Linked DNA regions of Ovis aries: region 2 is linked to region 1. A link is a contact called in public Hi-C data. All regions are on one chromosome and are shown on one strand. Each heading gives the region's core, a stretch centred on a gene start, on an enhancer-like site or on the middle of the called end of the contact. The rest is flanking DNA. Distances are from core to core; before and after follow the strand shown. Region 1 has its middle 18 kb from the start of DCHS1. Region 2 overlaps DNHD1 (dynein heavy chain domain 1).

Evidence for each region. Hi-C and Micro-C count contacts between places; a contact is called where the count stands out from the background.
Region 2: a Hi-C map of liver shows a contact between it and region 1, with 4 times the contacts expected there. The contact joins two enhancer-like sites. A contact is called at or near these places in 11 of 16 Hi-C or Micro-C datasets (blood, hypothalamus, liver and 4 more).

The regions. Positions count from the first base shown.
Region 1 is chr15:46,127,196-46,133,979 of ARS-UI_Ramb_v3.0, forward strand. It overlaps a transcript of MRPL17 not described here. Among named protein-coding and RNA genes, the nearest start is that of DCHS1, 18 kb to the right of the region's middle. Within about 2 kb of position 3,161, at least 53 of the 54 cell types and tissues checked have an H3K27ac peak or open chromatin away from gene starts, as enhancers often do. A contact at or near this core is called in liver, where this site is marked.
Region 2 is chr15:46,269,638-46,275,975 of ARS-UI_Ramb_v3.0, forward strand. It overlaps DNHD1 (dynein heavy chain domain 1), which reads right to left. Exons shown (of 42, transcript XM_042232612.2): 7 at 5,660-5,914; 8 at 5,413-5,550; 9 at 5,216-5,267; 10 at 3,490-3,755; 11 at 3,156-3,399. Among named protein-coding and RNA genes, the nearest start is that of DNHD1, 26 kb to the right of the region's middle. Within about 2 kb of position 1,299, at least 2 of the 54 cell types and tissues checked have an H3K27ac peak or open chromatin away from gene starts, as enhancers often do. A contact at or near this core is called in liver, where this site is marked.

The sequences.
Region 1 (6,784 bases), core at 1,911-4,410:
GGAATTTATTGTGAACTATGGTTTGTATAATTTTCTGCCAACATATCCATATCTTTAAGAATGTTCCTAAAAAAATACTTTTCATATTTGCATAATTGTTGCTTCCAACTAAGGAAATTTTTCAAAACTAAACCTAGCTTGACCACGTAGGGACAAGAAAACTCCCCGGCCCATCCTGGAGGAGGACCAAATGATGGAAGCATGACCTCTACTCAAGAATGACAAGTCTTCTTCTCCTCCTCCACACTTTTGGATTATAAAACTGTAGCCCAGTAAGTTCTTCGAGTGCAGCAACCTCTCGTCTGCCTGCTTGTACGTCTCACAAGTGTCCTATCCTAATAAATCAATTCTTATCTAGCACTTTGCCTCTCGCTGAATTCTTTCTGCACTGAGACATAAAGGACCACAACTCTTCAGAGCCTCCCAACAGGACACTTGACAGTTTCCGTTGCTCTTATGTTTCTTATGTTTGCCAGAATCCTTGTCTTGTATTAGACAACTCTGATCTCTGCCTTCCTGGTGACATAGCATTGTCCTTGTGTGTCTCTGTCTCTTCACAAGTGTTCTTTTTATAAGGACACCAGCCATTTTGGATTAGGCATCCATCCTAGTCCAGCTGCAGTCCATGGGGTTGCAAAGAGTGAGACACGACTGAACTGAGCGACTGAACTGAACTGAACTAGTCCAGTATGACCTCATCTTAACCAATTACATCTGCAAGCACTCTATTTCCACAGAAAGTCACATCCTGAGGTATTGGGTGAAGGAGATACAGGAGGTGTGGGGGTCGGGTGGGACTTAGCATATAATTTTTGCGGGGGGGGACACATCTGAATACATAACAAAGAACAATTTTGACTAAGTCATTGCAAATCAGCTGACACAAAGGCTCAAAACCAGAAACTATAATGCTTTTGTTCATTTATTTAACACATAAATGCATACGTATGTTTTTCCCTTTTAAGATAAAAAACACAGTGATGTAATTTTTTTCAAAATGATGCAAAGAGCTGGCTAATTTGAAAAGACCCTGATGCTGGGAAAGATTGAGGGCAGAAGAAGGGGACCACAGAGGACGAGATGGCTGGATGGCATCACTGACTCGATGAACATGAGTTTGGGTAAACTCCCGGAGTTGGTGATAGAGTGCCAGGATCAAGCCTGGCGTGCTGTGGTCCATGGGGTTGTCAAGAGTCAAACACGACTGAACAACTGAAATGAACTGAATTTAAAAATATTAAATCATTACTTTTTCTTTGAGCACAGCACTTTTTCTTCAACTAGGATGGTTATGTCACGCGAGTGTATGTTCCTCGATTCTTTGTCTTGTCACAACAAAGATTTGGAGTGACAGATATTAAAGCCCCCTCGGCGTGTCACAGCTCTCAGGTCTTGGATAGACCGTGTTATAGCTCTCAGGTCTCAAATGAACCGTGTTATAGCTCTTAAACAAATCAGTGTTACAGCTCTATTTTATTTAGAAGATAGCAGGAAAATCCATCTTCGAGGTGTGAGGGCACGTCAATCTAAAGACATGAGAAGAGCGCCCCAGAGCGCAGGAGAGAGAGACAGCTGGCTCTGGCTCCTCTATTTATATGTTTATCTCTCCCTGGGCCTGTCCTATGTAAATTGGGCCAGCCAGGAGTGTTGTTTGTTTTACCTGAGGTCCTCACTCCAGTCCTGGGACCTTTTATTTCATTTTCCTGGGCTTTTCCTTTCCTTGTCTGTAGCCACCGCCATTTTGGACTCCTTTCCCCTGTTCTACCTACCTAACACTTAGATGTGCTTTGTGGATTAAAAATGTCACCTGCCACATCAGTAAAGAAACGATGTTGCAGCCATCAGCCAGTGTAGGCCCTCCTCTCCACCACAGTAAACCCCAAAAAAACTCAGGACAGAAACATAACCCTCCCCAGTGAATCATCAGACACTGCAGCCACTCACTGAATGGAGCAACCTGAGGAGACTCGGGATGAGAAAACAGGATCAGTCAGTCAGTTCAGCCGCCCATGAACTGCAGCACGCCCGGCCTCCCTGTCCATCACCAACTCACTCATACTAGCCCCAAATAGCTGGGATGCATATCAAAACAATGATCTCAGTGAGCCTAGACTCTTCCATCTTCTCATACATGAAAAAGCACTAAATCCCTTGAGATATCTGGCTTTCTTTAAGATAATCTTTTGATGCTCCAACTACCCTGTCTTCCCTGCAAAATCTCTTATATTTTCTGCCCCCCACCCACTCCAAACCCCTTCTACAACCCCCCTCTGCCACCATAGCCTCTCAGAGTTATCTTAGCTACTGTGTCGTGGGATCAAGTCCTCAGTTTTGTCTGCTAGGTAAAACAACTCTCAACTTTTACGTTGTGCTTTTTTTTTCCCAGTCAACAACTTCAAGGAAAGAAAATTTTCACCATCTCTATTTCTTTCCTATCATTGTTATTCCATTCATTTCGCCATTACTACTGAAAATAATTTGCTTTTCAAAATGACACGCTCAGCGTGTCAGACGCCCCGCGCCTCAGAAAGCAGGTCCGCCGGCCTGAAGGACTGGCACACCGCCAAGCACTTTCCTCTTCAGGTCCTCACGCTACAAGCCAGCTCCAAGCTGAGCTTCCCAGCGCGGGGTCCCATGACGACTGTCGCAGCACCAGAGAAACCGTCGGCCTGTTCATCCCACACCAGGGGGCGCCTGGTTCCCGGGCAAACCAGCCGCGCTCGGAAGACCAAACTCCGCCCATCTCTCCTCCTCCGGACGAGGTCAACGCCCCGTCCCCGCCCTCCCCAAGGCTGCCAACGAGGCAGGCTCTGATACACATGCGCAAACACGTCCACCACGCAGCTACGTAAGGCGCGTGGGTCCTCTAAGCTCCGCCTCTCGGCCGCGTCTTTGAGTTTCCAGTTCCGGCCTCACAGAGGTGGGGAGCAGCCGGGAACATGCGGCTGTCGTTCGCCGCCGCGATCTCCCACGGCCGCGTATACCGCCGTCTAGGCCTTGGTCCCGAGTCCCGCATTCACCTGTTGCAGAACTTGCTTACGGGACTGGTGCGCCACGAACGCATCGAGGCGTCATGGGCACGCGTGGACGAGCTGAGGGGCTACGCCGAGAAGGTAAGGGGCGTGACCCTCTTGTGCCTCTCCTAGGTCTGGCCTGAGGGGGCGGGATCCGGCTGGAGTTGGGGAAGAATTGGGACCGCCCTGGTAAAGAGTGCCGGAAGTCTCCTTATTACCATGAGCTGAACCTACTCCTGTGGCCCCTCAAATGGAGACCTGATTAGAACAGCGTGTTTAGAGGTAGCCTGAATTAGCGACATGCTTTGCTAGAGTATGGAATGAATAGGTTGCAATTTGGCATTAGAGCATTAAGATTGACGCCTCCTTTCTTGCTCGGATTTTGGTGAGTGATGTTGTGTCCTCACAGCTCATTGACTACGGGAAGCTGGGAGACACCAACGAACGAGCCATGCGCATGGCGGACTTCTGGCTCACGGTGAGTGCATCCTGTCCACTTCCCAGATCTTATCCTTTGATTCCTAAGTGGAAGGGAGTTGTTAGAGGAAAGGGAATTGGGCGAAATTAAGGCACGCACTTACGGACAAATGTGAACTAAGTAAGAGATATATGTCCTACGTTGAGTTCAACGTGAATCTCAGTCTACACAACTGCCCATAATTGATCAGTTTATAATGCCACGTCAGAGGGTGAGGGAAGGGATGTGGGTGTGTGTGTGTTTGAACCCTACCTTTGGGGATGCTGAAAGTTAATGTCTCGGTGATGGTGCCTGACTCTGCTCTCTCCTGGAAAACTCTCCCCCTCTAGGAGAAAGACTTGATCCCAAAGCTGTTTCAAGTACTGGCCCCTCGGTACCAAGGTCAGAATGGGGGCTACACGAGAATGCTGCAGATCCCAAATCGGAATCAGCAGGATCGGGCCAAAATGGCAGTGATTGAGTACAGAGGGAACTGTCTCCCACCCCTGCCCCTGCCACGCAGAGACAGCAACCTTACACTCCTAAACCAGCTGCTTCAGGGGCTGCGGCAGGACCAGGAAGCAAGCACCCACAGCTCCCACCCAGCTCAAACACCAGAGGTTTAACTGAAGCCAAAGGGCATGTGGCCCTCATCAGTGCCCGTGATCACAGGCCTTGGGAGCTCTATTCAGCTCTAAGAACTGGAGCTTGAGTTGTAAAATGGACTGTCTGATTGGAGTCTGGAGCCCAGAACTTTCTGAGAGCCAGATACCCTTTTCTTTGCACAATAGGTAAAAATCGTTGTATGTATGTAAACTGATTGTTTTCCCCCCTTCTGATTTCTGGAGAATGAGAACTCTACATCGGTCTGTATGAGGCAGTAAATTCATGGCATGTTTCTGGCTCTTAATCTGGGTTGTGTTGAATTAACACGGTTTTGTTTTTCTTCATGCCTGATTATATGGGGCATGTGTTCTGTAATTCCAAACTGGCCCCCATAGGTGATTGAGTTTTGTTATCTAGCACAGAGACTGAGCCCCTGGGATTTCTTAAAAGATTACTTCCTGAAGGGCTGGAGGGTGAACATCTAGAAGTGAACTTTCTGTAATACTCTGGCACCCTAGGAACCTTCAAGGTTCCAATCCTCTGTTTCTGGACAGGATCACATGTTACCTTCAAGTGCTCCCTTCAAACCCTGAACGGACTTCAGAGGAGAGGACCATCAACCTGGCCAGGAGAGTGGAAGCATTTAGCAGGGGATGTTGACTGCAGGATAAGCTCCTTCCTTTGAGGGTGGGAATGGAGGGGTGAAGAAGAGGGTAGAAGTGGAAGAAAGATTAGAAAGTTAAATACGTGGGAATTTCCTGGAAGTTTTCATTGTTGTCAAATCTGGCCCTCTCTGGGAACTCGGAAGAAGGAAATCCGTCTTCAGAATGGTCAGGATGTGAGAAGTAGGAAGTTCCTTTATGTGCACTAGGAACTGCGAAGCCAGACTGGGCCCAGCCAGGCTGCCCATCCCTCACACTCACAGGCTTCATTTGGGAGATAGTCATGGGAAGTCTTGGAGCTATCATCCCTGCACGAATACGGGATAGCAGGGCCTAGCAGATCCCAGATTTCTAGTACAGTGAAAAAAAGATTTTTATCTTAGGGCAGACCTTCAGAGGGTATTTGGCCCACCAAACCCATACACTGTTTGAGATAATAAGGGTGCGGGTGGAGGGCTCCCCAGTCTAGCAGACAGATACTGGCCTTAGTGCCAGCTGCTCTGGTCTCATTTCAGGTCAGCTGCCTAAGTGAGAAACTGATCTGCCCCCTGACAGAGATATCTCTTTTATTCTACTCCAGTTGGTCTTCTGCACTGTTACAAAAAACCTTTTTCTGACATTATATTTTAAGTGACATATAGTAGACACTTAGAATATTTATTGACTAACATTTAACTCTGAATGCTCCTCAAAAAAAATTTGCTCCCGTTCTGCGTTTTTGGCACTAACTCTTTCCCCTCGGCCAGATATCTTAGAGTCAGCCTTGACTCCTAGAAAAAGCACTTTCTTTAAAATTAAAACCACATCTCTAAGTGTTGGTATCAGGTGGATTATGACTGGACTCTTACATCTTTTCCTCTTAGGCCCGAGAAATATACCTTCCTTTGGGGCTTTCAGTAGTTCCCCAAGTGTTTTATTCAGCATCTGCTAGTACCCAGCATCATTTTAGGCGCTAGGGATATCCTAGTTAACAAGTGTCGGCCATATATTGGGCCCTGGGCTACACATTAGGATGTAGAATTGAGAAGAAACAACCTGTGCCATCAAGGAGCTCACAGCCTGATGGGCCATGTCCAGTGCCACAGTGGTCTCAAGAGACACTGCATCCCCTTTAATGTTTTTGCCTATACAGATAGAGTATGTGAACCCTAAAGCGTTTACTAAAGGCTCAGGGATTGGTGCAGTGGTAAAGAACTCCCCTGCCAATGCAAGAGACGAGTTCAATACCTGGGTTGGGAAAATCCTCTGAAGTAGGAAATGGCAACTCACTCCAGTATTCTTGCCTAGAAAATTCCATAGACAGAGAGTCTCATGGGCTGCAGTCCATGGGGTCACAGAGTTGGACTGGACTGAATATAAACACTGGGATAACACCAGAGAAATAACAGTATAGCAGTTTCGCTAATCAGGCCTATAAATGGCAAGACTTCACCTAAATAGGTGGAATATGCCCCCAAATCCATGCTGGCACCTATTTAATAAATTCCAAACTCCCAAGCGAGGCCCATATATAGTAAAAATTCCCTCCTACTTGCAAAGTTTCTCTGTTCAGGCTCTAGCTTCACAAGTTATGCCCATTCTCCTCAAAATGTAACAAATTTAATCTAAATAGATCAATGGCAGTGTAAGCCCAGAATCCAAAGGAAACTTACAAAAGTCAGGCTACTATATTACACTCATTATCTGCAGTAAAATTAGCACATCATGTGAAATTTATTTCCATAGTGTTTCTCAAATCTGTACACACACCTCCCTAGTCTGAAATCCAAGACCTCTCTATCCTGGATTACTCCAATAGTCCCCTAATGTTCTTCCCTGCACGCTGCAGCCATAGTGATAGGGATCTGCTGTCTTAATTCTCTGCTCTTCTTTTCCAATAGAGAAGGAGTCCAGCTTCCTTACTCTGACTCTCCTCAGTGAGTAGGCATCTGCTCATTGCTCCAACTTCTCTTGTCTCTAATTTTATGTTCCAGAGTCATGGAAGGCCTTATTTTGACCATTTCCCTATATGTGAGCTTCCCAGGTGGCACTAGTGGTAAATAAAG
Region 2 (6,338 bases), core at 49-2,548, 140 kb after region 1:
AAGCATTTGCTACATGCCATAGTCAATGCTAGGAATATTGCAAATAGTATCTCATTTAATCCTCCTTCCCATAACCCAGTGAATGGCTACATTATTATGTCCATGTTACAAATAAACTGAAGCTCAGTGATATGAAGTCATGCAAACCAGTAAAAACAGAGTCACAGTTCTGAACCCAGCACTTTTCTCTCTCCATCTGTTCCTCTTAAAGAGGTCAGTTGACCTTGGATTAAGGACAAAGAAGTCAACAAATTAGAAAGAACACCGACTTCCTGAGCAAGAGTGGAGCAAAGCCCACTGCAACCAGGGTCAGAAAGAAAGCAGGCCAATCACAGGCCCTCCTGCTTCTGCCTGGCTAGCCTGAACCCTCTGTACATTTAGGAGGGAGGGCGGGGATAAGTGTAGGGAATTCTGTCACCTAGGAGATACCTAAGGAAGCCTGTGCTTTCATCTGTGGAGGGGCAAAGGCAGGGAGAGCTAGGCATGCAAGCACTTTGAGGCCCAGCTCCAAAGCCTCTCACCTTCATAAACCAAGCAGGCCTAGAGGGCATGGGTCTGAAAGTACCTACTCTCTGCAGGAAGCAGACATTGCCATCTGGGGGTGTTAGGTCAAAAAACAGAACCTCTCAATTTCCTAGAGGAACCAGCTTCCCAATCTACTGTGCTCTGTGTCTCTCCACAGCCATCTCCTGGGTGGAGGCACTTAGCCAGCAAACAGTAGTGTAAGACACGCTTCCCATAGGAAGGGAAGAAGAGGAAAGAGGAGCGAGGCTACTTCTTAAACCAGACTTCTCAGAGATCCAGGGAGACCAACAACTGGGCCTTGGCCTCGTGTGGGTAGGTAGACACCTGAAGTGGGAAACTGAGATGGGCTGAGGGGCGAATAGATAGCAATTGAGCCTGAGCTCCACTTTCCATGTAATCACTCTGGGGAGATGACCCTCTTGCAGGGTGCCCTTATACGCGTGTGACATGAGACAGTCACAGCAGAGCAGAAAACAGGGCGTGAGAAAGAGGATCAAAGATAATGTTCCCAAGACCCCACAGCTCCCAGACGGCAGTGGACACAGGAGACAGTGAAGAGTTGATAGCCAGCAGGCCCGGATGGTGTTCCTGGGTTGAGGGGCGAGGGGCCCTACAGCAGAAGCTATGGGGGTGGCCAGCCTAGGACAAAGACTGGATGAAGGGTTCACTAAAACCCCAAGGACATGTGGTGTCAGCAGGAGACAATGCAGAGCCAGGTCAGCAAGGGCAGACACTCTGGGCTCCTACCAGCTGAGAGAACACAGGCCAGTTACTCCAGCTCAGGACACAGCTGCACCGGAAGCAGCAAGGTCAGAAGGGCAGAGACCTCAGGGAAGTCAACAGAAGCCAGCCAAGAAGAGCACATGGCCCTGAAGCCCTCTCCAATGCCAGGTGCCACCCTGGGGAGGAAAATGAGCTGAGGACGCTTGAGAAACAGAACAACCGAGAACCGTAGTATGAATTTTGAATTGACCAATTACTCCAAATAGACTGAATTAGACCAAAAGTCCTACTTTAAATGAAAAAAAAAAAGTGTTCACTTTCAATTGGAATACAGTTGTCCTTAGGGGAATTGGTTCTAGGACTCCTGAGGATACCAAAATCCACACATGCTCAGTTCCCTTATGAAATGGCACAGTATTTGCACATAACCTATACATGTCCCCCTGTGTACTTTAAATCATCTCTGTGCTGTGTGCTAAGTTAAGTCACTTCAGTCATGTCCGACTCTGTGCGACCCTATGGACTGTAGCCCATCATGCTCCTCTGTCCTTGGGACTCTCCAGACAAGAATACTGGATTGGGTTGTCATGCCCTCCCCCAGGAGATCTTCCCAACCCAGGGACTGAGCCTGCATCTCTTACGTCTTCTGCATTGATAGGCAGATTCTTTCCCACTAGCGCTACGTGCGAAGCCCCTTAAATCATCTCTAGCTTACTTATAACACCTAAAACGATGTAAATGCTATGTAAATAGTTGTAAATACAGTGTAAATGCTGCATAAACAGTTGTCGGTTCGAGTTTTGCTTTTTTGGGACTTTCTGGAATTTTACCCACAGACATAGAACATACAGATATGGAGGGCCAACTGTCTGTTCTTTCACCATCAGCAGAATTTAAGGCTACAGAACAAGCCAAGATCAGTTAAAGAGAGTAACTTTTATACATACAAATCGTGGTGTCAATTTTGACTGCTACATGTGGAGAGAGGGCACCCTTGATTCCTGAGAATCTCAGTAAAGAAACTGAGTTCTCCTAGCCTAAGGAGCAAGCAAAGATTTTCCTCAGCCACATTTGGTCTGACTCCTTCCACACCATAAGAACAGAAAATGTCAGGTGACAGAGACACCTTTCCTGAGAAGTATGGGGGACGAGCTGGGCCAAAACAGATGGAGAGGCTGCCCCCCGTAGTGGACAGTTGGCAAAGGGAAGGATGGGACTGGGGCTTTGGGAGGTTCTACTAGTTCCTGCACCAAAGGTCTCTGGGGGACACTGAAGGCCCAGGGAGGGCCGTGTGGATAAGGCACAGAAGGCGAAGGAGAGAAGGGAGGACAGGACTTCGTTGGTGGTCCAGTGGTTAGGAAACCGCTTGCCAGGGCAGGGGACACAGGCTCCATCCCTGGACTCCACATGCCATGGGGCAACTGTACCCAGGTGCCACAACTAGTGAGGATGCAACTACCGAGCTTCGCAGGTGGCTCAGTAGTTAAAGAAGCCTCCTGACAACCCAGGAGACAGGAGATGCAGGTTCGATCCCTGGCTAAGGAAGATCCCCTGGAGGAGGAAATGGTAACCCACTCCAGTATGCCTGCCTGGGAAACCCTGTGGACAGAGGAGGTTGGCAGAATACAGTTCATAAGGGTCGCAAAGAGTCAGACATGACTTAGCACCTGAGCACACACGCACGCTGCAACTACTGAAGCACGCATGGCTAGAACCTGTGCTCCACAAGAGAAACCACTGCAGTGAGAAGCCCCTACTCAAGAGGGCTACCGTAACCTGAGAGCAGCCCCCATTCGCTGCAAGCAGAGAAAGGCCGCGGCGTGCAGCAACGAAGGCCCAGTGCAGCCACAAATAAATAAATACATAAAATTTAAAAAAACCGAGAACGGAGACTAAGCAGCACTCACCCATCTCTGCCTGTATGTTGCGGCAGCTCAGCAGCAGCAGCCTGCCTCTTGTGATCAACTCCATGGGTATCCTGGAGACTTGGGCCTGCCAAGCGTTCAGGCGGGTCACCAGCATCACATAGTTCTTGATAGGATAACCTCTCATAGACTCCAGCTTTTGACACCCCCAGGCTTGCAGGAACTCATAAATGCCTGTCATCCAATGGTAATCCCTGCAGAATTCCTGCACCTCCTGCAGCATGTCCTAGAGGCAGATGAGGGGCTTAGGGCAGAGGTGGGCGGCGGTGACAGGAACCGGTGGCCACCATCCCATTCCTTGAGCCTCTGTCCTCACCTCCAGCAGGGCCTGTTGGACAGCCAGCGCCTGCTGGATTTGGGGGCTGTTGTCCAGGTCCTCCTGCAGCTGCTTATAATCGAGGGGCGAGTACTGGCCCCGAAGCCGGTGCCCATGGACCTCCAGGGCTTCAGTAACTGTGCGAGATTTCCAGGGCCACACCAATCCTATATTCGGGCCACAGAAGACGTCCACAGCATCGCTGGGCTGGCCCTGGAACTTGGGCATCATGAAGTCTGAGTCTGAGTAGTCCTCTTCATCTTCATCTAGTGGGGGACATACCATGATTGCCCATGAGTGCCCTCCAGGGACCACATACAACTTCTCCCTCTACCCTGAGTGTGGACACCACATTACACACCTTACACATTCTCTGCTCATGAGTGAGTTTACACATACATCTATATCATAAGCATAGTGCCAGGGAATCTGTTAGGGTTTAGACGCAGACGGCAAAATTTACTCTAGCTAGCATATGCAGTGAAAGCGTTAGTCGCTCAGTCGTGTCCGACTCTTCCATTGACTGTAGCCTGCCAGGCACCTCTGTCCATGGATTCTCCAGGCAAGAATACTGGATTGGGTAGCCACTCCCTTCTCCAGGGGATCTTCCCAATCCAGGGAAGCCCAGTATAAGTAGCCCAGTATGAGCAATTATTTTATAAAATCACATGAGTTGTGAGTGACTGCAAGAACTGAAAATCAAAAACACTCTAGGCCAAGTGTTTAGGGATTTGTGCTGCCTGGCAAATTGGGATGTCATCGCCATACCACCAGCTACATAAACACATGATCATAAACGATTACGAGCCCCACCAGCAGAACAGATGGCATGCGTCCTGCCTCTCTCCCCTACTTACCTCAATTCTGAACTGAAGTCACATATAGCTCTAAATAACCTATGACTCCCAGCCTCGAGGAGGTCTGAGAAACGCAGTTTCAGAAATGCAGAACAGAGGAGGAGGTGCGGAAGGAAGCTGAGCAAGCCAGTCCTCAGCACCTGTCCTAAGGAACACCCTTGAAATCGGCCTTCGCCTTAATTCTTAGAAACTGGTTAATTGCCAACTTTGGTATTTGTGTTAAGATTTGCACAAAAAGGGAGAAGAGGCATCAAAATGTTTATAAATTAAATTCATACAGCAAACACATAAAGACCACGGTGTCCCCTCCCAAGGGTCCATCCTCAGCTCTCTTCCCTTCCCCATCAGGACTCACTTTCTAGAACTAACCAGGTTTCATGGTTTTAAATACCATCTATTTTCTCTGAAATTTGTGTCTAATGCAGATCTCTCCCTGAATCCCAATCCCATTTAAACAACTGCCTAGTCCACATCTCTACCTAGATGCTGACCTTGAACCTCAAACTTTTAACAGCCTCAAATGGGCTTTGATCTCCACCCACTCCCCTCCAAATTGCTCCTCATGCGGTCTTCCAACCTCAGGAAACAGAAACTCCATTCTTCCAGGTTGTCCAGTCAAAAACTTTGAAGTTATCTTTGACTCTCTTCTCTCACATACAATGCACCCACCCATCACAAAATCCCATTGGCACACGCACGAGGAGCAAAACCATGCCTCTACCCTCCTACCCTCTTCAGCACATGTTCAGACCCAGGTTAGAGCTGCTCCATCCATGTCCAATGCCCGACTCTATGGCCATGAGGACATTGCACGTGCCCTTCTCCCTCCTTCCACCCTTCCTCCCTACTGCCTAGGGCTCCTTAAATACCTTCAATATACAGGGACTCCCAGAAGGTCTTCAGGTCTGTAGACTGCATTACCTTCATGCCAAGGTGCAAAGAAGGGGCAGAAAGAGCAAACAATGAGGGTTCAGACCAGGCTGAGAGCTTCTGATTCTAAATGATAGGAACAGGGTATTCCCTGTAGGGAATTCCTCCAGCCAGACCCCTACCCGAACCAAAATACCTTCAGGGCAGAGGCCTTCGTTGACCTTAGGCCCACAGTTAAAGTCTGGATCATATTTTCAATACAGGGCTCCTGAGACAGCTGACCACTACTGTCAAAGACCAGCTGTGCTGAGAGAAAGGGTTTCTGCCTTGGGGCCTGTAAAGAAAGGTCAGGAGAGATTGTGGGGCCAGAGGTCAGTACTTGCTCCCTGCCAGTTGGCCCTTGACTGCCTGTCCACCTTCCCACATGCTACCCACCACCTCACTTGCAGGATGTTGGCCACAAAAGAGGTTATCTCCTCCTCTATGATGGACATGAGGTTCTGGCAGATCATATAGTCTACCAAGCGGGCCAGCTGTCCCATCTGCAGCAGCCACGCCTCCGCCTGCTTCAGCCTCTGCTCCAGCTGCTGGCACTGCGCCTTCTGAAGGTACACGGAGGTCTGGTCTGTCCTGATCTTCTTGCAGTTTTTCAGTCGCTGCTGCAGGCCCTGTTGCATTTGGTATGTATCCTCATGGATCTGTCAGGAGAGTGGAAAGTTCACTGGAGAAAGGGGGATGGAGACCAAACTGGCCACCACCTGGTCTGTTGCAAAGCTCTTGGGTCTCAGAGTCTAAAACCTCGACCCTAGATATGCAGATGGAGGGCTGCTTCTTAGTAGAGACTGGCCCATGGAAATCTTTAAGGGACCAGAGAAGATGTGAAATGGAGAACATATATTGAGAGGCTACAATGAGTTGATTTGATAGGCCAGGCCTGTCTGCCAAATGCCCCCAGTGAAGTGAAAGTTGCTCAGTCTTGGAATTCTGTAAGCCAGAGTGGGTAGCTGTTCCCTTCTCCAGGGGATCTTCCCAAACCAGGGATGGAACCCAGGTCTTCTGCATTGCTGGAGGATTCTTTACCATCTGAGCCACCAGAGAGGCCCAAGAATGCTGGAGTGGGTA